Linked DNA regions of Mus musculus: region 2 is linked to region 1. A link is a contact called in public Hi-C data. All regions are on one chromosome and are shown on one strand. The core of a region is the stretch at or near the end of the contact, and the rest is flanking DNA. Distances in the headings are between cores, read along the strand shown.

Evidence for each region. A called contact is a pair of places that touch in the nucleus more often than the background predicts.
Region 2: a contact with region 1 is called in a Hi-C map of rod photoreceptor, with 1.5 times the contacts expected there. The contact joins two enhancer-like sites. A contact is called at or near these places in 3 of 39 promoter capture datasets (the 3T3-L1 cell line, 3T3-L1-derived adipocytes and maxillary cranial neural crest), 1 of 15 datasets of contacts at CTCF or cohesin (the NIH/3T3 cell line), 6 of 484 Hi-C or Micro-C datasets (the 3T3-L1 cell line, CD8 T cells, Th1 cells and 3 more), 1 of 115 datasets of contacts at active chromatin or transcription factors (embryonic stem cells) and 2 of 9 other capture datasets (adipose tissue and liver).

The regions. Positions count from the first base shown.
Region 1 is chr19:56,563,855-56,567,690 of GRCm38.p6, reverse strand. The region is part of intron 2 of Nhlrc2 (NHL repeat containing 2); the gene reads right to left. Among named protein-coding and RNA genes, the nearest start is that of Nhlrc2, 18 kb to the right of the region's middle. Within about 2 kb of position 2,145, at least 31 of the 459 cell types and tissues checked have an H3K27ac peak or open chromatin away from gene starts, as enhancers often do. A contact at or near this core is called in rod photoreceptor, where this site is marked.
Region 2 is chr19:56,694,028-56,697,863 of GRCm38.p6, reverse strand. No RefSeq gene overlaps it. Among named protein-coding and RNA genes, the nearest start is that of Gm32575, 6.9 kb to the left of the region's middle. Within about 2 kb of position 2,248, at least 4 of the 459 cell types and tissues checked have an H3K27ac peak or open chromatin away from gene starts, as enhancers often do. A contact at or near this core is called in rod photoreceptor, where this site is marked.

The DNA.
Region 1 (3,836 bases), core at 896-3,395:
GGGAAACATGCGGGATGTAATCTATATACATAATACAGTACATTACTCACATGAGTAAATATGCAGACATGCATGGGGTCATCTAGTTATAGGAGGCTGGATTATATTCCGTATGAGACACAGCTGAAGGGAGTAAGCCAGGCTAGACACAAAGGACACACAAAGCCTCAGCAGACTCAGAAGGGACCCCAGGGAACCCCAGCTTCTCTACCCTATGGTCCAGAAATGTGTTGCTCCACAATAAAGAGCACTTGCTAGTCACATTAAATAAAGCAGAGCCTACAAGGATTCTAGTTTGTCCTTCTTTCCTTTGTCTTTCTGTATCCATGGCTCCATCTGCCACTGAGATACTAAACAGAAGCAACAGCCCCTTGCAGACTGGTCAGTCAGCTCCTACAGTAAGTCCTCATTCTTTGTTACTTTGATCAGCTCCATTTTTTTCAGAACAAACCCTGGCCATCAAATACACCTCTACTTACAGTGTAGTTTTGATCTCAGCTCCGATCTGTACACAGGACATCCTTATCTGTCCAGGGCAGCTTTCCTACTCAGCCAGAACGAGACGAGAGCTCCCCTGTGGGACATCCATGCACACGTGCAGCACACGCCCTCTGAATCCTTCACCTTCCTCACTGCTTGCTATAGCCTTGATGCTTGGAGAGGGAATGGGTACCATACCTGGTTTGTATACCTTCAGGGTGCTGAAACGTGGCTTTATGTGGCCTGGCTTTTCAATCTATTGGGACAACTCCAGTAAGTTTAATGCACATGCTTTTGTGAGTCTGGAGCTCGTAAGACGTTTTTGGTTTGGTCTGTAATTTTAACAGTTTTATTAAGCTGTTCTTTGGACTTTTCTGGGTTAATAGTCCCTGGTATCTTATAGGCCCTTTTAAGATGAAGAGTGAAGGGTTGTTTTGTTTTGTTTTTTTCCCTATTTAGGTTTCTTTTTCTATTCTAATTTCAGGTATTAGTTTGGGTGGTTGGCTTTTCCTGAGGTTCTCCCAGTAGTCCCACGCTGCACCTCCTTCTCTTGTCTTCTGAGTCGCTCACTCTCTCCCTGCACTGTTGGTCTTCTGGGGCTCAGCCTCACCCACTAGAGCTCTCTGCCTCCCTCGACTTCGCTGCAGTCTCGACTCCATCGTTACACGCAGTCATCCTCCCTTCTACATCCTGTCGTTCAGACTTCGTTTCTAATACAATCTTGAAGTCAATCAATACCCATTTCTTCTTTTCTTTTTAATTTTAGTATTTCTGATCCAACTTGGTTTTCATTTGTCTTAAGTGTTGTTTGAAGATATTACTCCAAAAAGGAACACAGTTGTTAAGTCTGTGACTCTCAGTGAGGATGTCCACACACTCTCTTTCCTGTAGTTCTGCATGGCTATGACCACCTTATCATCCTATAAACCAGGTTCCTAGCCTGAGAGCTCCCTCTTCTGACAGCTCTGCTCTCTGTGCAGTTTCATTTATGGACACCACTCATGGAGGAGGTGCTGGCTGTAATTCTCCTTCCTTCATACTGGATCCTAAACTTTCCCTTTCATTTCCTTCTTTCGCTTTGGGGCCGAATCTAAGAGGAACCACACCCTGCTTGTGTATTTGATGTTTGTCCCAAAGCAGACTTCTCTACGCTTTCCATCCTCGTCCTTCCTGAACATTTAAGGTAAGCTAGAACTAGGGCATCCAAACCTGTGCTAACATTTTAAGCTTGGTATTGGGGATTTCTTACTAGGACCTATTTGTGCTCTAAGTCTTCAGAATTACTCCTACTTTTTTTTTTCCTTTTTTTCAAAACTGTTGCATTTTATTTTTTCTTTAACATTTTTCACACAATGTATTTTTATTATGTTTTCCCTTCCTCTAATTACTCCCACCACTCTACCTACTCAATTTTACATTCTTTCTCAAAATATAGACAAAAAACAAAACACCCAAAACAGAAAAGCAGTAAGAGGGAAAAAAGGAGAAAACAAACAAACAAAATGAAACAAAAAGCCCACGAATAAACAAACTAGCAAACCAACCAGGAGTTGGTTTTGTGTTTGCCAAGCACTTGACTTGTTCTTCTGGTGCTGGTTAAGCTGCCTCTGTCCCTGTCTTCAGCTTGCATCAGGAGCACCTTTAACTAGAGCTTAGTTTATGTCTTGATGGCCACGTGATGTGAGGGCCATGGTGCTCCATCTGGTGGTGCTGTGAGATGCAGAGTCAAATACGGTTGTTTGTTTGGGAGTCAGGGGAAGACTTTAAAGCATGTGTATTAGGTACCCTTCTCGTTGCTATGACAAAATCGTCAACAAGAAGAGACTTGAAGAAGGGTTTGCTGTGGCTCGCAGTCTGAGGGTCCAGTGTGCCACTGCAGGAAAATCCTGCTGACAGGAGTGGGAGGCATCCAGCTGTGAAGCAAAGAGCACCAAATACTGGTGTCCTGCAAGGTTATAATTCAGTAATTCATGAGGAACCCTAATTCATGGGGAACCCAGCCTCATGGGATGCTGCCCCTCAAAGTTAAGGAGTGTTTCCTCACTTCAGTTGTGCTAATATGGATAATCCCTGAGGCGTGCCCTGACTGGTCTGCTAGATAATCCCACATCCTGTCTATCAAGTTGACGAAATTAAATCTTACAGGTGGCTTCCATTTTCCTTCAGGCCTGGAAACAACACAGATACATTTTGTTTAACATCATGTGTATAACTTACATAAAGTAAGTCTTCCATATTTTGTTGGTTGATTAAATAACTGTAATCAAGTCTAAAAATGAGTCTCTTAATGAAGAAATGCTATAAGTATCAATAAATGCTAAATATAAATGCTGTAAGTGTAAGGCACAAGGCAAAGATAACTGCTAGCTCTACTACTACTTGACAAAGAGGTGAGGTACAGATAGGGAGACAGCAAACACAATTACACAAGAGAATTACTCAAAGACATTAGAATTACAAATACCTGCATGTAATGTGATATAATTAGTATGCCAGAAAAATCCTTGAGATTCAATTAAAAAGATTTAGCAACTTTGAACATAAAATTAATACTTCAAAATAGCCTTCATAGAGGCAAACAATAACCAATTATCAACTTAATAGAAAAAAAGGGTACATGTATGATAAACTGCTATGTTACATCTATAGAATGATGTTTAGATAGGTAAATGTTAACACAGTGCTGAAGCAGTCTCTCTGTCTCTCTGCCTTTCTCTCTCTCTCTCTCTCTCTGAAGCAGTAGGAATAGTCTCTCTGTCTCTCTGCCTCTCTCTCTCTCTCTCTCTCTCTCTCTCTCTCTCTCTGTGTGTGTGCTTGTAGAAATGTAAGTGAACATGGCTCTAGAATGCGGAATTTAGAAATATGCAGCAAAATGACTTTTACTCTCATTTCTAGGAAATGACCCTTAATTAGTCCACCATTATGTGAAAACCTATCCCTCCACAAAATTAGTCATTGTAACTACTGAGCCAACCTTAGAGCCAACATACAGGAAAATGGTTGAATTACACTGTATATACACTGTGAACTATTATGCACAAAATGTACACCACTTTCTAGTTAAGAGAAAAAGTAGTAAGAAATGAAATAAAGTACAAGGCAGAAGCAGGTAAAGAAATAAATAGGTGCACGAATGATCAACCTTTCCATTTCACTGTGAAAGCCATGTTGTTATATATCCACTCCACACACACCTGGATGTATGTGCGCGCACACGCGCACGCACGTGTGCACACACACACACACACACAGACACACACACGCGTGCACACACACATACAGGCACACATACACTCACACACAAAAAGGCTACAAAGATGGCAAGGGTGCTAAAATGAAATACAAACAGCAACAAT
Region 2 (3,836 bases), core at 999-3,498, 130 kb before region 1:
CTGGTCACGTGGTAGCTGACAAGATTGACCACTCTTGGGGTCATACAAGGCAGCCACATCAGAAAGGTTCCCTATGGTTGCCCCTATTCTTTTTTTTTTTTTTTTTTTTTTTTTGAGGAGGGATCCCCTGATGTCTTCTGGGTGCCTGCTGTGGCAGAGTTGGCTGGAAGCTGATTTCTTTGGGTGTCCTGAAGTCACTACGGAGTATGACGAATCCCACTCTCTACATTTCTCCCGTTGCATCTGAAGCTATTTTGGAGCCTGTGATTTTCCTAGGCTCGGTCCAAGTTACAGGGTGCTGCTGGCAGTTGTGTGGTCCAACCCCTGCAATATGTTCCCCCATCTGCCGTTTCCACAGTTTAGTCTAAGAGATCTTGAGTAAAGCCACGCCTGTTGGTGGATCCCCACGACCGGCTTTGTCTCCTTAGCTGCATCCTTTGCTGCACTTCAGAGGCAGACACGTATCCCAGAGAAGACTGCCCATCAGGCTGATTCTGATGACTCTGTGTGCCTCTGTGCACCCTTCTCTCCACCCATTATCTTAACAGGCTGTTAGTTTGTGGCAATAAGGGGGACATGTTTAAATTACCATGTGACTAGGGGTCATGGGGATACCTCGAGTTAAAAACATTTAGCATTGGGATCTGTCCTGCCTCTGAGACCAGGTAAAGAATTTGCCACAGATCTTTCACTGATGACAAACACCGGAGTAGCTGGGATATCTGGAGTAGCCTATGAGACCCAGGCCTTAGGTTCCTGCATGGGAAGGGGGGGGGCAGGATTTACCACTCCAGAGATGCAGGAGTGTCTCCATGGTTCAGAGCATTTATTGTTCTTACAGAGGACCCAGACTTGGTTCCCAGCACCTCCGTGGCTGCTCAAAACTGTCTATAGTCCCATTCCACGGGGATCTGACATGTGAGTAACAGGCACATATGTGACACACATATGTACACACAGGAAAATACACATACACGTATAATGAAAAAAATACATTGAGCCAGGCGTGGTGGTGCACGCCTTTAATCCCAGCACTTGGGAGGCAGAGGCAGGCAGATTTCTGAGTTCGAGGCCAGCCTGGTCTACATACAAAGTGAGTTCCAGAACAGCCAGGGCTACACAGAGGAACCCTGTCTGGAAAAACCAAAAAAAAAAAAAAAAAAACCAAAAAAACAAAAACAACAACAACAAAAAAACCATTGTTTTAAAAGAACAAAGTCAGAGTTACTCACATGAAGCAGGTGCGAGCCAACTGTGGCTGAGCAACACTCACGTGCTCCTTCATTTTCTTTTTCTTTTTTTCCCTTCCTTGTTGCTTATTTTTGTTCCTTTCCTGAAGATAACATGGATACCAATGGCCTCGAGAATCAGGATTTTGAGTGTTTGATCTTGGCCTCGTTTCTGCATCATAGGACCAAATAATATCAAAGCGCTGTGTCATCCTCCCCTTCATGTGAGCTGAGGATGTGGAGCATCCAGTGAGTGGATGTAACACCCCATCCCCACCCTGCCACACACACACACACACACACACACACACACACACGCCCAGGATCTGAGCATCAGTGGTAGATTCTGGATGCTGTCCCTCACTCGGCATCTGGCATATGTTTTCTGCCGGTAGCTTACTCCATCTTTCTGATGAAACCTTTCCTGCAGCTTGGAGTCCATAGGAGTGATATCTCCTGTCAAATAGAGTCTGCCTTCCGAGAAAGGCTTAGTTTGAACTGCTCCCGCCTGGACAAGTTTCCTGTGGCCCTGAGTTTCCCAACAGGGCTGCTTTTCTGAGAGGAACAGGAGCTAGGAACCTGGATATTTTTAAATCATGGTAAAATATGGATGAGGCAAACTTTTCTATTTTAGAGATGTTCCTGTGCTTGTTCGCTGCCTTCATCAAGTCCATTAAGAACACTTATACTGCTATGTGGCCATGACCAATACCTGACTCCACAATGGCCCAAACTGCAACTGTATCCATTAGACACTAACGACCCCACCCCAACTGTTCACCGGCCCTGCCACTTTTCTTTCTGTGAATCAGAGTTAATGAACTAGTTATTACTGACTTGTGTGCTTGTCATCTTTCTGTGGTCCCAACAGAAGACTTGACAGAAACTAGCCTGCTAGAGGAAGCATTGATCCTGACACCATTTCAGAGGGCTCAAAAGCTGCTTATATCACAGTGCAGGAAAGGGGGGTGAGGTGGGGAAAGAGCCAGGTAAGGACAGCTCATTATTGTCAAGAGCTGATCACCAGGTAATTACTGGTACTCACTCCCTCCAACTAGGCCAAACCTCTTAGAGTGTCCGCACCTCCCAACGGCCCATTAAGTAAAAAATCCATCAGTGGATTAACACACCAAAGAGGTAAGGACTTTCATGACAGTCACCTCCAAACTTTAAACTGTTGCACTGGCGATGTGACCCTTCAGCACACCAGCTTGTGAAAAATGTTTATGACCCAAAATATTTTTTCCCTCCGTTTAGCTGCGATGAACAATGTCACAAGACACCAGGGAGTAAAGGTCACATTGCATCTGTACTTAGAGAGCACAGAGAGGCTAGTATCAGCCCATTTTCTTCCGTTCATTCAGCCTGAGACCCTCAACCCATGGGATATGCCACCCATTTTGGGGGTGGGTCTTTCTACTTTGATGAACCCAAACAAGTTGATTCCCCCGGTACAGCAGAGGTTTCTTTCTGTGGTGATTCTAGATCCTGCGACTCTGACAAGCAACGCTAGCCACTGCATTAGCTACTTCTCTGTTGCTGTGATAAACTGTCATGTCCAGCAATGTAAGGAGGAAAGGGTTTAATATGGCTGTGGTTCCAAAGGAGTCAGCGTCCACCGTGGCACGGGGAAGAGCAAGACACGGCAGCAGGAAGCTGGATGGTTGTGTTTTATGTACACACAGAAATCTGAGAGGAAAAGACCAAAAAGTGAGGGAAGCTATTAGCCCTTGTAGTCCTCCATCCATCAAGGCTGCACCTCTTAAAGGGGCCATAGCCACTCCCAACAGCGACAGTAACAAAGGACCTAGTAGTGTTCTAACACACAAGCCCATCTTGGATGTTTCTCATTTAAACCACCACAGCTCATGGGTGCTGATGTGGGATGTGAGTATGACCCTTCACCTGATCGAGAGACAGCGTGGTCCTTCACTTTGAGAGTGGAACACTGGCCATCAGGAGCTTCTCTCTCTCCTGTTGTGAGAGCTGACGTGAATAGCATTTGGACAGAAGTTTTATCCACTCAGGGCTCAGGAGTGGTGTGAGGTGGAGGGCGAGGAAATCCCTGACTTACTCACTCAGGGTTTGCTTTGCAAACAGCCCAGCCACACAGATCCGTAGCCAGATTTCAAAGCACCATGGCTTTTTTTTTTTTTTTAAAGATGTATTTTATTTATATGAGTACACTGTCGCTGTCTTCAGACACACCAGAAGAGGGCATCAGATCCCATCACAGATGGTTGTGAGCCACCATGTGGTTGCTGGGATTTGAACTCAGGACCTTTGGAAGAGCAGTCAGTGCTCTTAACCCCTGAGCCATCTCTCCAGCCCCAGCACCATTGCTTGTTGTCCTCAGGTCAGAGCATCGGATAATGGTGGAAATTCTGTATTTTTCTGGTGTTTGAATTTCACAAAGGCCGACTCCTGAGGCTATATGTGAGAGAGCTACACATTTGGGTTCTTTGCAAGCTGTGACATTCTAGACGTGAGATGATTGCCATTTTCCGTTGGCATCGAGTGAAAAGATGGGAAAAGCATACAGCTCTCACTTGACTCTTGAGGAGATGGAGTGACAGCGAATGTGCACTGACATATTCTGATCTGAGG